Linked DNA regions of Mus musculus: region 2 is linked to region 1. The links are chromatin contacts, called in public Hi-C maps. All regions are on one chromosome and are shown on one strand. The core of a region is the stretch at or near the end of the contact, and the rest is flanking DNA. Distances in the headings are between cores, read along the strand shown.

The links. Hi-C and Micro-C count contacts between places; a contact is called where the count stands out from the background.
Region 2: a contact with region 1 is called in a Hi-C map of olfactory sensory neurons, with 2.6 times the contacts expected there. The contact joins two enhancer-like sites. A contact is called at or near these places in 26 of 39 promoter capture datasets (the 3T3-L1 cell line, 3T3-L1-derived adipocytes, the C10 cell line and 15 more), 9 of 15 datasets of contacts at CTCF or cohesin (CD8 T cells, the NIH/3T3 cell line, embryonic stem cells and 4 more), 223 of 484 Hi-C or Micro-C datasets (the 3T3-L1 cell line, the 4T1 cell line, the AML12 cell line and 113 more), 23 of 115 datasets of contacts at active chromatin or transcription factors (the NIH/3T3 cell line, PVALB interneurons, astrocytes and 13 more) and 1 of 9 other capture datasets (embryonic tail).

What each region holds. Positions count from the first base shown.
Region 1 is chr6:56,478,849-56,484,377 of GRCm38.p6, forward strand. It overlaps a transcript of Pde1c not described here. Among named protein-coding and RNA genes, the nearest start is that of Gm24709, 100 kb to the right of the region's middle. Within about 2 kb of position 2,488, at least 2 of the 459 cell types and tissues checked have an H3K27ac peak or open chromatin away from gene starts, as enhancers often do. A contact at or near this core is called in olfactory sensory neurons, where this site is marked.
Region 2 is chr6:56,593,779-56,599,307 of GRCm38.p6, forward strand. It overlaps a transcript of Pde1c not described here. Among named protein-coding and RNA genes, the nearest start is that of Gm22493, 4.4 kb to the right of the region's middle. Within about 2 kb of position 2,838, at least 1 of the 459 cell types and tissues checked has an H3K27ac peak or open chromatin away from gene starts, as enhancers often do. A contact at or near this core is called in olfactory sensory neurons, where this site is marked.

The sequences.
Region 1 (5,529 bases), core at 1,238-3,737:
CTCCCACCTTGATGATACTAGACTGAACCTCTGAACCTGTAAGCCAGCCCCAATTAAATGTTCTTTATATAGACTTTACCAAGACTTATATATAGTCTTCACCAAGACTTGCCTTGGTCATGGTGTCTGTTCACAGCAATAAAACCCTGACTAAGGCAATTAACTAGCAGGAGACTGCATTACTGCTTGAATAACACCTAACAGAATCACAGAGGTGAAGCACATGAGCAAAGGCCTCTGGTGAACACATTCTATGGAGCCCCACAAGAATGAAGCAAGGTTTACTCACGGGAGAAGCGAGCAAGTGGTCTGGCATTCTTGTCTCCTGCTTCATTTGCAACTAGGGAGAAAACAGAGGACATAGTTAAGAACAAGGCACAGCGACGAGTACCCATAAACATCCCACCCAACGAGACTCAGGCCTATTGCCAATGCTATTCATTGATTACCCTCCACAATCTGAAAGTAAAGCCCTGGCGGAATCTAGCTGGTGCCCAGCTAGAAGCTATTCCCGTACTGACTTCCATTCATGGTGCTTGAAGGTGCTCTGCACGCTACTGGAAGAAAAAGGTAATCTGTAATATCACCCAGCTACAAACCCTGAAACCTACAGCAGCAACCTGCCTCAGAGATGTTCTGATCAATAGGGTTACAAATGTTTCAGGAACAGCCAATCACTCTGAAAGCCCGCTCCATGAGATCTAATCCACACCTGACACTACTAATGAAGCCAAGAACTGGAGACTAGATGGGCCTTATGGGAAAACCTACTAGTATTATTCTACTAAATGAACACAGCTATAAAATGACTCTTAATGACATATGTTACAACTGTAGATCAGTGTACCACTCAACCCGCGTCAGAGTATTCTTATTCTTGCAGTAGATGGCCATTAACAAAGAGATCCAAAGAGGCCCCTTGGTATTGCTAACTTTATATGCCCCAATACAGGGGGACGCCAGGGTCAAGAAATGGGAGTGGGTGGGTAGGGGAGCAGGGCGGGGGGAGGGTATAGGGAACTTTCGGTATAGCATTTGAAATGTAAATAAAGAAAGTATCTAATAAAAAAAGAGAGAAGAAAGAGAAAGAAAGAAAGAAAGAAAGAAAGAAAGAAAGAAAGAAAGAAAGAAAGAAAAGGAAGGAAGGAAAAAGAAAGAAAGAAAGAAAGAAAGAAAGAAAGAAAGAAAGAAAGAAAGAAAGAAAGAAAGAAAGGAAGGAAGGAAGGAAGGAAGGAAGGAAGGAAGGAAGGAAGGAAGGAAGGAAGGAAGCCCCAAGGGTGACTTTATGTCCTCTATCTTGTCTCCATAGTTTATAATCAAGTACACGGAGCCACAGTCCCTAAGTCTACAATTTATATCCCTACAACTTTGGGCCAAACTAAGCTACCTAGTATCCTGTAAAAACACAAGTTTCACATACTTTTATGTTTATTTTTTGATTTTGTGTTTGTATGCATGTGTTAAGTGTGTGCAAGTATACACACATGAGCATTATCTATGTGTGGATGCAGCTGCACACAGGCCACAGCACGGGTGGAGGTCAGAGGATAACCTCAGGGAGCATTCCTTCCCTTCCTCCTTGTTTGAGAGAGGGTCTCTGTTGTTTTCCCACTGTGTATGCCAAGATTGCTGGCCCCTGAGCTCCTGGGATTCTCCTGTGTCTACTGTTCATCCCCTCATAGATACACTAGGATTATGGAGGCTCTGCCTAGGCATCTAGCTTTTATAAGTTCTGGGGATTTGAACTTGGGTTCTCACACTTGGGAGCCCTGGGGGTACATTTATACACTGCACCGTCTCCCAGCCATTGCTAAATTTAAATATCCTATTTATTCTCATTTAAGATTGATATGTGGTGTCCTATATATTCATGAAAAACAGACATAACTATTTGTGATCTGTTCTAATGATGCAAGGCCAATCAACAATAAAATCCTGTTCATTTTATATTAGGAAAGAAATGAAGACCAACAGCAGGCAGAATAGAAGTGATCGCTAATGTAACCATTGCTTTGAATGAAATTGACATATCAGGACACGAGAATATCAGCTTCCTAAACTCATGCATCATTTTGCAAATGGTGAAAGGAGTCGCAGATTTCTCTAGGTTTACAAGGGTAAACCATTTAAAGTTGACAGTATTTGTACATTCAGCCTTAGGCTTTGGAATCATCCCGTGGAATTATCCACGTTTGCATCGTTATACAAAATGACCAGCAGGGGGCGCTGCTATTGCACGCATATCATTTCAACAATAGAAGCTCAATCACTGCATCCATTCCAAGGACACTTTAAGGGAAAAAGATTCTCACTTCAGAAAAGGGCCTGGGGCTCTATTAGCATTCTATATTTCTTTTGTCTTCTAAGGCTTCTGGTAAACCCACTACTGAACAGACTTCCCTTCCTTCCTATAGGCAAAGCAAGCCTGAGGCAGGGCAGTGCAGTTGCCTAAGCACCAGAGGACTCCTCCCCACACTTCAGCCTCTTACATGAACCTAATTGGAGCTTGACCTGAAGAGCACTGACTTTGTGAGCACTTGAAAAACTTAGCCAGTCCTCTAGGGCTTTCTAGAAGAATATTCATATTATATCTGGAGGGAGAAGGAAGGAGGAGTTGACTTGTTACATGCTTCTCCAGGCCTTGCATTCAAATTGTTTCCTCTTTAGACACTGTACCTCGGAAGAAAATGGAACAGAGATTTTGTTCATTTGTTTGGGGTTGTTTGTTTGTCTGTCTTAAAATCCTTTACTGCGGAAACTTACGGGCTACATTCAGAGCAGTATTACACAAGCCACTGCAAGGGCTATAAAAATGAGCATCCACCTAGCTGCTAGCCTGGGGAAGGCACATTCTCCCCAGGTTACTATTTCAGATCAAGTCTTGGGACTTCCCTCCCAGCTACCCTAGACAAGAATGGGAATTGCTGACCCAGATCCACATTAAACCAGGAAGGGCAGGCATCAAAATCTAGGCCATTGAAGTACCAGGAGAGTAGCTTCTACCCAGAAGTAATACGATAGCCCAGAATGACTGTCCTCCATGAAGTGCCGGCAGACACCATGCTCCCCTACTGAATGGTTTCCAGGAGTAGCCTACAAGATGTGATCCAACTCACTTGGCCTGGAATCAAAGCCCTGGCACTAACTTGATCTTCCACTACACTGTTAGTCAGCTTTCTCTAACAACTGCCTGAGGTGATTCATTTACAAAGTAAAGATAAGTTTTGTTCATTCTTCAGATTCCATCCCACAACCCAGTGGAGCCATTGCTTTTAGGTCTCTAGTACCAGATGGTATTGGTAGGAGGTCTTAGCAAAGCACAACTAAGTCACCTCATTATCAAGAAGCAAGGGAGATGTGGCAGGGTTTGGGAACCTACAGTTCCTTCAAGATCATGCCTCCAAAGACCAAAGGCTAGTCAGTAGGGTCCACCTTAAGATCTCACCCTCCCCAGGAGTGCCACCACTAGCACAAAGCCTTAGGCACATTGGCCTTTGCAGTACCTTTCCAAACTACAGAGATCACAGTTCCCTCAGCATCTTTCAGCTTCACACACTCATCCCTCCTAGGTCTTCCCCCAGACTCACCCCTACTGTCTTTCAACGTGAGGTGTGGCTTTGCCTTTCCCTGTATATCCCATGAATGACTGCCTGTGTTTCACTTTGTTCCCCTTCCAGACCCAGCTCTCCAACTTCACCAGGCATCAGAACAGCCTAGAAAGTTTGCTGAAATGCAGATTACAAATGCTGAGTTCAAATACAGTGGATATGGTATATGTCCAAGAAAATGTATTGCTGAGAAACTCCCAGGTGCCATTGTGGCTACTGGTCGGTTTCAATTCTTCAGAACAGCTGGCACAAGTTGTAACCTGCTCCCACCCATTGCAAGAACTCTAACCTTTAATTTTCGGATTTCTGTTCTTTTGACCAATGACAGCCACTCTGAATAATGTGATGAGTTGATGCTTCTAGAACTAACGTGGAATGAGTAGCTACAAATGGCACAGACGGCATCTGGACCAGTCACCTCAAACTGGCTTCTAGACCGTCTACATGAAAGTCTGATTCTTTTGGGCCTGTATGCTTGTAAGTTTTAAAGAATTAGTTGATGGACCATGTAGAGACTGCCATATCCAGGGATCCACCCCATAATCAGCATCCAAACGCTGACACCATTGCATACACTAGCAAGATTTTATTGAAAGGACCCAGATGTAGCTGTCTCTTGTGAGACTATGCCGGGGCCTAGCAAACACAGAAGTGGATGCTCACAGTCAGCTAATGGATGGATCACAGGGCTCCCAATGGAGGAGCTAGAGAAAGTACCCAAGGAGCTAAAGGGATCTGCAACCCTATAGGTGGAACAACATTATGAACTAACCAGTACCCCAGAGCTCTTGACTCTAGCTGCATATGTATCAAAAGATGGCCTAGTCGGCCATCACTGGAAAGAGAGGCCCATTGGACACGCAAACTTTATATGCCCCAGTACAGGGGAACGCTAGGGCCAAAAAGGGGAAGTGGGTGGGTAGGGGAGTGGGGGTGGGTGGGTATGGGGGACTTTTGGTATAGCATTGGAAATGTAAATGAGCTAAATAGCTAATAAAAAATGAAAAAAAAAGAATTAGTTGCCAGAACTGATAAAAGAAAAGTTATGTGATTCCAAATATAAATATATGCTACCAGTTTCTTTAGGGATACAAGGTCCAGACACTTCAGACACAAATGAACACACTGCCCCAACAATGGATAACTTTGCTTCCTGTCTGAGATGCAGCTCTCTTCTTGCTGTCCTTCTGACTTACACTCTGCCCTCATGGTCCACATATTGGTGTCAACAGGACCTTGTCAAGGATTTAAAGAATAGAACAACACTGCAGCAGGGAAGAGTACTATAAAGAGTGACCATACCCACCTTCACTACACCCTTCATTTCAAGACCACACACTTTCAGATAGGTTTGAGAGCCATTGTCTCCCAGCTTGGACACACCTCCATGCATTATTTATTTTCCATTACACACACATAGACGCATACATACACACACACACATACCACACAGATACACATTACACACACATATACACACATACCACATTTACACACATACTGCACACACATACACACAAAACACACACACACAATACATACACATGCACAAAACACATACATGTACATATCACATGCATACATTCACATACACAATATACACACACACATAAACTACACACTCATACACACACACACAAACCATACACAGAAACCATACACATACACACACATACCAGACACAATATCTATACAATATACAATATACACACACAATACACACACAAGCCACATACATATACACATACTTACCAACACACACACACACACACACACACACACACACACACACACATATATATATATATATATATGCTCACACACATCATACACACACTAAGCTTTAAGAGTAATTCCATTTATCAGGTTAATTAGAGCTTGAATTTGGCAAAGTATGTCCAGATCTCTATGGATGTATGAA
Region 2 (5,529 bases), core at 1,588-4,087, 120 kb after region 1:
TTCATCTCTCAACTGTTAATATTTCAGTTGTTTCAGGTTTGAGCTTGTATTGTCTAGTTTTATGTCAACTTGACACAAACTAGATGGCACAAGTTAGGGAAGAGGGAACTCTCAATTGAGAAAAGGTCTCCATAGAATCAGGCTGTAGGAAATGAAGAAAAACAAAATAACAACAACAACAACAGAATAAGAACAAGAAATAAGCATTATGTGCCCCCCACAAAGATCCGGATGTAAGCATTTTTCTAATTAATGATTAATGTAGGAGGCCCCAGGTCACTGTGGGTAGGCAGATGATCCTGGGTCCTCTTAGAAACCCAACTGAGTTTCTATGAGGAGCAAACCAGTATGTAGTATTTCTCCATGCCTCTGACTCCAGGTTTCTATCCTGTTTGAGTTCCTGTCCTGAATTCCTTCAGTGATGGAGTGTGATCTGAGAATTCTAAGCTGAAATAAACAAACCCTTTCTTCCCCAAGTTGCTTTTGGTCATGGTGTTTATAACAGCAATGGCAACTCTAAGTAAGGCAGAGTAACTATTAAATAGACTGCTGTAAACAGTTCCTGGCCCATCTATTGGTGCACATGTGCAGGTGTGTGCTTTGGATATATTCTCAGGAGTGCAACTGTTTCATTGCTGTACACGTCATCTTCAGCAGACACTGTAGAGCTTTCTGCTGTCTTCATAGCTATAGCAGCTACATTGCTCACTTGGTGCTGTGCTTTAAGTTCTTCCCTCTCTTGCTACTCTGGTAGCAAGCCTTGCTGTCTTAGGGAGGTTCTAGTTCAATAGCCTTTTATCTCTTGCTTCTACTTGTGTCTCCCTCTAACCTCCTCTCTAAAAAAGCCAGAAACATCTCCAAACAAAAACCTGAGTGTACTGTTCCCTCTTAAAACATTCCAATGTTTCCCAGTGGTTCTCAGAATTAATCCAAGCTAATACTCACAGCCTCCAGGTCTCCACAGGTCCTGCCCTCTAGCTCTTGTGTGATTTCTACCTAGTAGGAGTTTGATTCTACTTCTCACACTCCATTCACTATATATATTCATTATAGCCAGACCAGCTTCCTCCCTCTCCCCCAACAAGCCAAGCTCTCTGCCTCTTTGGGGACTTTATGTGTATTGTTCTTTATGAAAAAGCATCCTTTATCTCCCATCTCCATCTCTATGGCCACCTGCTTAATTACTATTAATTCTCCACCTCAAATCACATGTGAAGACTTTTACTCTCTCACAATTTAATTTCCTTTGCACATACAACACAACATATGCTCTTTTCTTTATTCATTTCTTCAAGCCCTTGTTTTTTCACCTTATGGATTGTAAGATCCATAAGGGTAAGGCTGTGGCTGTCTTGGTCACTATTGTATATTTAACACCTAATACATAATAGGATCACAATAAATTTTGGGGAATCCGGGCGTGGTGGAGCACGCCTTTAATCCCAGCACTCAGGAGGCAGAGGCAGGCTGATTTCTGAGTTTGAGGATAGCCTGGTCTACAAAGTGAGTTCCAGGACAGCCAGGGCTATACAGAGAAAACCTGTCTATAAATAAATAAATAAATAAATAAATAAATAAATAAATAAATTTTGGGGAGCTAACAAACTGAACATATAGTATCATAGTCTGGAAGAATCTAAGCTAAGGAAAGAGTTAAGCCCTTTCATACTGAGGAAAATTAATGAGGCAAAATATTCTGAGATCCTCTGGGACAATGTGTACATTAGGCATTTTCCACAAAGCACCTGCTATCAGAGGTATACCATGGGCTCTACAACAAAAATACCTCGGTGTTTGCTTTCAGTTGTACATGGGCTCATTATCAAATATATTCAACCTTGGAAGGACCCTGAGAAGCCCACTTCTCTTTTACTTCTTTGTATCAATGTACTTGTTCTTTGGAGGTATTGCAGCATTTAACTTAATTTTCTGGTTTATTACTTCAGAAAATTTGTCCACTGATAATAATGGTGCCAACACACTACTGAGGGGAAAAGACACCAGTCTTACCAGATTCAAACCACAGTGAAGACAGGACTGGAAAGATATGCTCACTAGGGTAATAGTGTCATGAATGTTATGAGAGTAACCAATCACTTTCTGATTTTATTTAAAGCCAATTCTATGAGATGGAACCTAGGCCTGGTACCATTAGCTGAACCAAAACCTTATGACCAGCTGGTCATTTTCCTAGGTCATAGGCCCTTAGGAAAAAACTAGAATTATCATTATTCTGCAAAATGGACATAGTAATAAACTGATCCCTAAGTTCTTATATTTTGTGAGACAAGGCTCTCTGTGGAGCTCTGGCCTAGAACTCACTATGTAAAACATTCTGGCCTTGAATCATAGAGATCTTCCTGATTCTGTCTCTCACATGCTGGGATTAAAGGTTATGCTACCACACCTGGTGAGTTCTTATCACTATACCCATAGATCAGTGCATTTCTCAGCTTCATCGTAGAAGCTTGTTTTGCTGTAAATGGCAATTAACACAGAGATGTACAATCAGGCAACATTCAAGGATAAGAGACTGTAGAATGCTCAGCAATAAATGGGGCAGCTATATAACACATACACACACACACACAAGACTCAGACATAATCATGGAAGAAGAGTCAGGAAGATTATAAGCACCATAGAGAATAGATATCTGCAGCACAGCAGTATTGCACATGAGAACCCACAAAGATGGGACTGTATTCATGAGACCAATGCAAGATCAATCTAGCCAAGATCCCAACAGGGATCTGGGGAGAAGTTCACAAAGTCTCATCCCTATCTGAGAAACTATTGGCAACTTGTGGCTCCTGGGAGAGTCATTAGCCTTGAGGATACAGGCCCTGAGAGGCTACCCATACTCCACTAGGTGCTTCTGTGCCTATGCACAAAGAGGCTGTACTAAATCAACTCAATGAAGAGAAAGAATATACATATGAGTAAGGAAAGACACACATGAAGGTGGGAGGGGATAGGCTAGAAATTGCATGGAGTCAAGGTGGATCTGATACCAACACAGCATATACATGTATGAATATTAAGGAACTTTTTAAAATGCAAAATTAATAAAATGAAGAAAATAATTCTTCATATTTCTCTGACTCAAGGAAAATGGGGTTCTCTCCTTCCAGGCTTTTATTCTTTTCTCCTTTGTCATTGAAAGGCTCAGGAGAAGACTTGACTAGACCTACCAGAGGAAGTAGGATGTTCTGGAGAGTCTAATTATTCAAACTCATCTCATTTGTCAAAAACTGGTAAAGATGTACTGGGAATAAATTAGAAAACGCTTCAGTTTAGAGACTTGCTCCAGCTCATTAGCTCAAATCATCTTCCATAACTGGCCTTTGTCATCCCATCAGGGACATGGAAGAGGCTTTACAGTATTAGAACTTGACAAAATTGCCTCTAAATCAAGAGAGTAATAAGTCACCAGGAACAACCATAGGGATTCAAAAGCCAGAGTTGCCTCCTGTGCCTGAAATGAAAGACATTACACGGGCATCTTTTCCTGCTAGGACCTGCCAAACACCTTTCATGACTTACTGACTCTTCATAAAATTACCATTTTCTCTCTCTCTCTCTCTCTCTCTCTCTCTCTCTCTCTCTCTCTCTCTCTCTCTCTCTCTCTCTCTCTCCTCTCCCTTTTCTCCCCCAGGGACCCTAATAAGTTCTGGTAACTTGTGACTCAAAAACAGAGTGAACTATCCAAGATTCTACCTAATGAGTGGCTTATATTCAAGCTTGTCCCCAGATCACTCTGGCTCTAAGACCTTGCCCCACTCTAAGTACAGATTTCTGCCTTGGCTGTGAACTACAAGACTCAAAGGAGGAAAAACAGAGCCCTTTCCTGTACTACATTTAAAATTGCTCATGGGCTCATGGTGCTTAGCTCAGATTAAAGGGAACTGGGGAAAACATCCAATTAATTGAGATCATCACAGGGTTAGATTACTACTTAATAGATGAGCAAAGCCATGGGGACATGGCCTCAATACAATTGTCTGGTCCCTTTTTCAGATACATTTAGATATCTAACTCCCTGACAGTACCTTTGATAAACTGAGTTAAATATACTATACTTGGGTAAGAAGCTGCTCTAGGTCATGAGTCACACCCTACTCTGAACATCAGATATAGAAACATGGGCTGAAATAGGGCACAGGAACAGGATTGATCTCCAGGCTTGGTTTGTCTCCACAATAGATATGGGGTTCTCTAGAAATGATACAGATGGGAGGGAAATTGAGGCCAGAGAACCAGAACTGGGGTTTGCTAGGGAGCCAGCCAACTTAGCCTTATTGGTGAGCTCCAGGCTATCGAGACACCAAGCGAGACAAAGAAAATAGTGATGTGCCTGAGGAGTAAGTACCCAAGGTGTCCTGCACTGTCCACATGCATGCATATACATAGCACATGCACAGACACATGTGAACACACACACTTGAAATGGAGTCAAGCATCAATTTAAAACAATAAGGATGAAAAATAATAGCAAAATCATTATTTTCCATGATTAATTTTTGAGTATTTTCACATGTTTAGCCTCAACACACTATTATCACAGTTCCAGCTCCAAAGTTTATTTTTGTCTGTAGAGCATGACCATATCTCAAGACTGATATAGGCCACGCTCTAGCACTTTCAAGAGAGTCTTTTGTATATGTGCACGTTCTGTGTGCCCTGGAGAAATGTGCTGTCCACAATTTAAGTATACAACCAAAATAAAGAATGAGGCTGGGCATTCAATCATCACAGCTGGTCTACGTGTACATGTTCTTTGCCACTGAACACCCATTTAAAAAGCCCCAAAACTACTTGAGTAGCAGTCTTGGTCATCAGAAAACAGTGTTGTATAATGAAAAATCCACACATTCTGCAGCTCGGGTGCCCTGGAGAGTTGATTCAGCCACTTCTGCTGATGTGGAATGGAAGAAGTTGTACCTCAATTGTGGGACTAGAGTTACAATTAAAACAACTTGATAAAAAGGAACCTGGTGTGCAGAAAGCGCTTAACAAGTACCAGAAAGCTGTGGCAGCATGGGAGCCTCTGGGGCCTGCAATTTTAGCCACTGTGAACATGTTAACATTCTCTGTTGGCTCCACAGTTAATCAGGAGAAAAGGCCAGTTCTTTAGAATTTGTTTCATAGACTGGGATCTTTACAAAATACCAGGGTGGAGGGGAGTCTCAGATCCTGTTATTTCAGAAAGAGAAGTATGGTGTGGGAATCTTACATTTTTGAATCATAGAAAAACAGTGTTTTCACGCACACACTACATGTAAAAGTACAAATAGCCTTTAGTTAGTGCTTGTATAAAAAGGAAGTTCCCAACAAGGTCCAACAATAGTACATTTTATTTAATTTCATTCTTTAATCAAATCTCTTTCAGGAGGGCTAACCCACTTTCAGTAGCAACCCATAATTACTAAGAAAGAATAAATTCTGTTGTAATCAACTAAAATAAAGACTGGCAAATTTTTGATAACTGAATATGTGATATTTACCTTAAAAATATTTTAACATTATCT